Linked DNA regions of Mus musculus: region 1 is linked to region 2. The links are chromatin contacts, called in public promoter capture Hi-C maps. All regions are on one chromosome and are shown on one strand. Each heading gives the region's core, a stretch centred on a gene start, on an enhancer-like site or on the middle of the called end of the contact. The rest is flanking DNA. Distances are from core to core; before and after follow the strand shown. Region 1 holds the start of Serpina1f (serine (or cysteine) peptidase inhibitor, clade A, member 1F). Region 2 holds the start of Ddx24 (DEAD box helicase 24).

Region 1 (2,928 bases), core at 244-2,743, 270 kb before region 2:
AATGCTGCTTCACTTTATTGATAGCTCTGAAACTGGGCTATTGCACACCCCTTTCAGACCACATTCAAGACAGGTCGGAAACAAACGTACAGTGACCACGTACTAGCAAAGACATAAATAGTTAGGCATATATTTTAAATTAGCTTTCCTTAATCTGAATAGACCTTTGTAACCTTGAAACCTCATCATCATATAAAGAATATTTTAGAATATTTTAAGCCAGGTTTGAATCACACACACACAGGATGTTATAAAAAAAATGTAACTTTGAATTTCTAACATCAGCACACAAAAATCCATACCAACTTAAACTATGAGATTGTTTTGCTTTTTAGTCTAAAGGAGACACAATAATAAACAGAGTTCATTGGGACTAAGGCATTTTATAATTATTGCTATGGACCCAGTGACTGACCTTCTCCAACTAGGAAGTTCCTCACTTCCCCCAAAATGGTGTCATATGACTCCATCCACAGATCAGGCCAAAGATGAAGTCAAAGCCCTCATGATGTAATCAGCTCTAGAAAAACCCTCAGACACACCACTAGCTGTCTGAGCCCCGCCAATTCCCTAGGGCTTTCAAAGCCCAATCAAGCTGACCGTCAGAACCAACCAACACACCCCATGCTCCAGCAATGTGGTCTCTCCTTTATCGCAGAAGGAATGAGAGGTATGTTCACACTCCTGCTCAGGACAGCATGGTGCACACAAGTTGAAATAAACCCCTAAGCAAGCATCCAAAGGAATATTGTCCATTTGTTTTAAAAGGCCGAGAACTGTGTCTTCACGGAGTGAGTGTGGAGTATGCGGTTTACCAGGTGACGGCCTCTGCAGCCTCAAGACCCTCGCAGGCCTGCCAGACACAGTATGGTAAAGGTTAGAGAGGCAGGAAGTGCTGCTTGCATGTATGCTTTACATCTGGGTCTGGGACTGGGTCTGTGGCCCTGTGTGTGTATTTTAACGTGTGCATCTGGAAGGGTATTATGTGGGTTACAGGGATCATATGTACACACGAGGATGAAGGGATTTTATCCTCTCTGTCCTGAAGGCAAAGCCAATTCTCCTTGGAGTGGACACCAACACTTTTCCCTCTGCTACACCGAAGACCTCTAGACCTCGTCTGAAGCTCCGGCTATTATCCCAGTCTGTCCTAGACAACCAGGCTTGAATGCAATGCAGCACAGGTTCTAGTACACGCGTGCACAAGACTTCCCAGGTTGGGAGTGGGACTGATATCAGGCAGGTAATGATTACTGAAAATACCAAGGCTTGGCATATGTATGAACTCATGACCTCCTTTCAGCAACTCCCAGAGGTAGGCTGCAATAGCCACAGGGCTCCCTCCGTCTCCCTTCAAAAAGGTTGGCACTGGACAGTTCTGCTTCACTAAGTCAGTTCAGAGAAAGATAACCAGGTGCTTAGGTCACAGCAACACACGGCACACCATCTTCTAGTCAGGATTACAAGCTGCCCAAAGCTCTCCTCCAGCGTGAAATGTCATCATCACACACAGGGACGGAGCGTGCCCCACGCTCTGCTATGCCTATAAGTCCCCAGGGTGACAGCTACAGGGGAAGTCACTGCTGCATGATCAGCCCACAAGCTTCTCACTGCCTCCACGGACGCTACTCAGTAAGTCCTTCACCAGCCTCCTTCTGAGCCCATGGGCTGGGCACTGCCAACCTTACTACCTGTCTCCATACATCCTCCACACAGAAGAAGGAGAGGCAGAGATTCAACTCCTGAGGGCAAACCCAGAGGAGAACAAAGACCTTGTTCTGGGATCATCTGAGCACACAGAATACCCACTACTGAACACTGGGTCGGGATGCCTGGTTGTTTTCCCTCCTTGAGGAGGTCCTGGGCTGGCTCTGGGTCTCTTACCTTTGTGTGTACACCTTTAACTGGGGTGGAGGGGACTAAGGAGACACCTCCGGTAGTCCTATCCATCTCTCTCATTCCCACACCCCATATATGTTCATCTTGGACATCCTTCCATACCCAGTCCCATGCCCCTCTACCCAAAGTCATAGACCTCAACCTCTGCTTGTGAATTCAAGGACCTACACAGCTCCACACACAACTCTCTTAAAGGAGAAAAATGGGCTGCTTCTTCTTCTTTTTTTTTTTGTAAAAAAAAAAAAGCTGCTACCCTTAAAGGTGTGTTTCCCAAGACTTTCTATGGACAGCCCAGGACCCTAGGCCTGCCTGCCCCAGGGTCATCTGCCCTTGATCACCTGGGAAGAACTTCTGATCTACAAGGGAAGATATGCTCATTAATTCTTCACTGAGCTGTCGCCCTTCCAACTCCTCCACCCTCTTTGTCATTTAGGCTCCTGCTCTGATTCTGACCTCACAGTACTCCGGCTGGTCCTAGAGGCTGAAGCTTGGCAAACCTACAAACTTCCCCCAAGATCATTTCCAGGTACCAGTAACCATATCTATATTTATGTAACTAATCCCATTATGTTTCTGCTTGTAAAATGAAGCTCAAAAATTGATCTTTATTACAGGGAAAATTGATCTTTATTACAGGTCACATGGGTTCTGGTGACACGGCTTTTTGTTAAATGGGGCAGTTTCTCTTGCATTGGATTATTGTTGATGGGAGTGGAGTAGGACCCAGGCAGCCTGCTATGTATGGGACCTGGCTCTGCCAAAATTCCTGCTCATGGACCTTGAGCATATTCTTTAACCTTTCCGCCTTATTATGTTCTCATCATAATAAGTGGAAAACTGTGTAGCTCCACAGCTGGGACTGAGACAGGAAGGCAAAGTACTTTTATATATATCAGGGAAACACAGACCAGGAAGACATGACCTGCCCTGAGAGGTATCACTGGGTCTTTCAATAATGAAGCTATAGAAAGTGCCGGGCCCAGGTTGGGCACACAGCACAGGAATAGGAAACTGTGGTTGCATTTACAC
Region 2 (2,716 bases), core at 118-2,617:
TGAATTTTTTTTAGGACTCCTGCTTGCTCTGGTCAACTCCCCTTGCTTTGCTTGCTCCCTCCCAAAGGTTTATTATTATAAATAAGTACACTGTGGCTGTCTTCAGACATGCCAGAAGCAGGCGTCAGATCTCATTACCAGTGTTTGTGGGCCACCATGTGGCTGCTTGAATTTGAACTCAGGACCTTAGGATGAGCAGTCAGTGCGCTACCTGCTGAGCCATCTCACCAGCCCCTCCTTTATTCTTTTTAACAAGATATCTCTTTTACGTTTTTAGGTGTATGTCTGTGCACCACGTGTTTGCAGCACCCACTGAGGCCAGAAGGGGGCATCAGATCCTCTGGTCAGGAATTATGGATGGTTGTGAGTTGCTATATGGGTGCTGGGAACTGAACACAGATCCCTCGGAAGAGCAGTCTGTGCTTGTAACCACTGAGCCAACTCTCCAGCCCGCCTTTTTTCCCCTCTCTATTCAGGGTGGTGTGCGGAAGCATTTTTGTTTTCATAAAAATTTCATGCATCTCTTTTTGCTCTTGTCTATCCTTTTGGCGTCTTGGTGAAAGTCCCTTGCCAATGACAACACTCTGTTATCTAATTCAGTGTTAGGTGTGTATCTCATAATGCTGACACGGAAAAAAAAAAACTGATCTAAGTTAAGATATAAAAGAATACATTTTCAGGTCTTCGGAGATGGCTCAGTGGGAAGCGTGCTTCCATATGCATGGAAGACTAGTTTATTTATTTTTTTAATTTATATGAGTACATTGCAGCTGTCTTCAGACACACTAGAAGAATACATTGGATCCTATTATAGATGGTTGTGAGCCACCATGTGGTTGCTGGGAATTGAACTCAGGACCTCTGGAAGAGCAGTCAGTGCTCTTAACCTCTGAGCCATCTATACAGCCTCTAAGACTAGTTTAAATCTCCAGCACAAACATCAAAAAACAATCAAACTAAACAGGCAAATGTATCGTGACCAGCTCTGTGCAGTAGGAAAGGCACTACGAACTGGAGAACATGGCTCTTTCAACCCAGGGTTAGGTGGTTTATAAATTAGGTAAGGAAATGTTTTAAGGCTCCAGGTAGTCAGTTACTCATGCATGTGGGACAGCTACTGCACACAAACCAGACAGCGATTACCCGGGCGCTTGCGCTCCCTAGCGTCCAGGAAGGAGCTCCGAAACATTGCCTAAACCATAAACAGGAAGCGTAACCTAGGCCACACAGGGCCCGCCCCCCAGCTCAGTCCTCCGAGTTCCAGCCAAAGTCCTGAGAGAGTGCCAATCAGATAGACGCTTCCGCACAGAGGCGGAACTTCCTTCCTTAGCGCGCACGCGTGCCCGGAGCTCCGCCCCGGAACTGCAGTACTGAAGCTGCTGCAGTTCCGGGTCGGGTTGGCGCAAACGGCCCGGCGTGTGAGGTGACTGCGGCGGTGAGTGCTCTTTGTGGGTTCGGAGCGGAGCAGGCCCTGGCCGGCTGCGGAGGGGCTCCCCGGTGTCTTCGAAGCATCGTGGCTCACCGGTGTCCCCACAACCTTGGTTGCCGGTGGCTCATGCTTTGCTGTGGGCATCAAGGCCCGGCAACCTCCCTTGAAGCCCTCGTGGGACTCTGGCAGAAGGCACAGGTCACTCCCCCGCGCCCTATTTCTAGTGACGTTCCCTTCACCTTGTCAAGGTGGGGCCGAGGTGCGGCGGGGGTCGGGGGGTCGCCGTGCGTCCCATGCCATCCTCACAGACGCCATGTTAAGCGGTTTTTGACGTGCGTCACTATTTCGTATTCAGATGAGGACCCAGTGCGATAAATATCTCATTATCCTCAATTTGTAGATAAGGAGACTGAGGCACAGAGATGTGCAGCAAACACCGAGCAGGATCCAGATTTGAATCGAGTTTTGCCTTACTCTCTCCACAATGTCCCTTTTCATTTAGAGAGGACCCATGTAGCGCCACTTCCACACAGATGAGTCGTGCATACTCAGACTTTAAAGACAGGGTCTTGTGTAGCCAAGGCTGGCTTTGAGCTCCTGATCTTCCATCTCCATTCCTGAGGGCAGGATACCGGCTATGTACGGTTTTACGCAGTGCTAGGGGGGGTGGAACCTAGGACTTGACGTGTTTCAACCTATCTGGCCAAGGCCAAGATGATGGAAATGGCACTTGTCTTGTTCTACCAGGGAAAAAAGCACGCCGTATCTCAGATTCTTACTCCGTGTTCAAAATGGCTTATCAAGCCTCTTTTGATACTTATTTTGTGTACAGTGTAAAATTAGTTATTATTAGATATTATCACACCCTTCTCATTTAGAAAGATTGTAACACTAAATTCTGAGAGGAGGTGGGTGGGTGGGGGTTGCATACAAAGTAAGTGTTGGAGCTAGGATCCTAACCAGAGATAGCTCATGTGTCCTTTACTGCCTGTGTCCCCTCTGCTCCAAGCCAAACTACCTATTCTGTGGGTGTGTTTCATTTTCTGGATTTGAGCATCTCCTCTATGTAAGTTAAGCCATCTCTGTGTCCTTGGCTGTTTGCAGGGTCTAGTACGTTTTAGGAAAGCGTGTGTTGCCCTAGAGCCTGTACCCCACAGTCACTAACCCAGAAGAACATTTCTTTTCAGCAACCATGAAGGTGAAGGAGACAAACTCAAAGCCAAAGTTGGCAAGCCGTGGCACGTTCCAGAGGAAGGGCATCAAGATTGTGGGGAAATGGAAGCAAGT

Evidence for each region. Promoter capture Hi-C pulls out the DNA fragments that hold promoters and counts their contacts.
Region 1: a contact with region 2 is called in a promoter capture Hi-C map of hippocampal neurons, with 4 times the contacts expected there. The contact joins the promoter of Serpina1f here to the promoter of Ddx24 in region 2. A contact is called at or near these places in 3 of 39 promoter capture datasets (embryonic stem cells, epiblast stem cells and hippocampal neurons), 5 of 484 Hi-C or Micro-C datasets (the MC3T3-E1 cell line, cerebral cortex, myocytes and 2 more) and 1 of 9 other capture datasets (pancreatic islet).

Annotation. Positions count from the first base shown.
Region 1 is chr12:103,694,094-103,697,021 of GRCm38.p6, reverse strand. Serpina1f (serine (or cysteine) peptidase inhibitor, clade A, member 1F) reads left to right here and starts at 1,493. Exons shown (of 6, transcript NM_026687.2): 1 at 1,493-1,632; 2 at 2,333-2,425.
Region 2 is chr12:103,424,498-103,427,213 of GRCm38.p6, reverse strand. It overlaps Ddx24 (DEAD box helicase 24), which reads left to right and starts at 1,367. Exons shown (of 9, transcript NM_020494.4): 1 at 1,367-1,435; 2 at 2,617-2,716. The coding sequence starts at 2,622.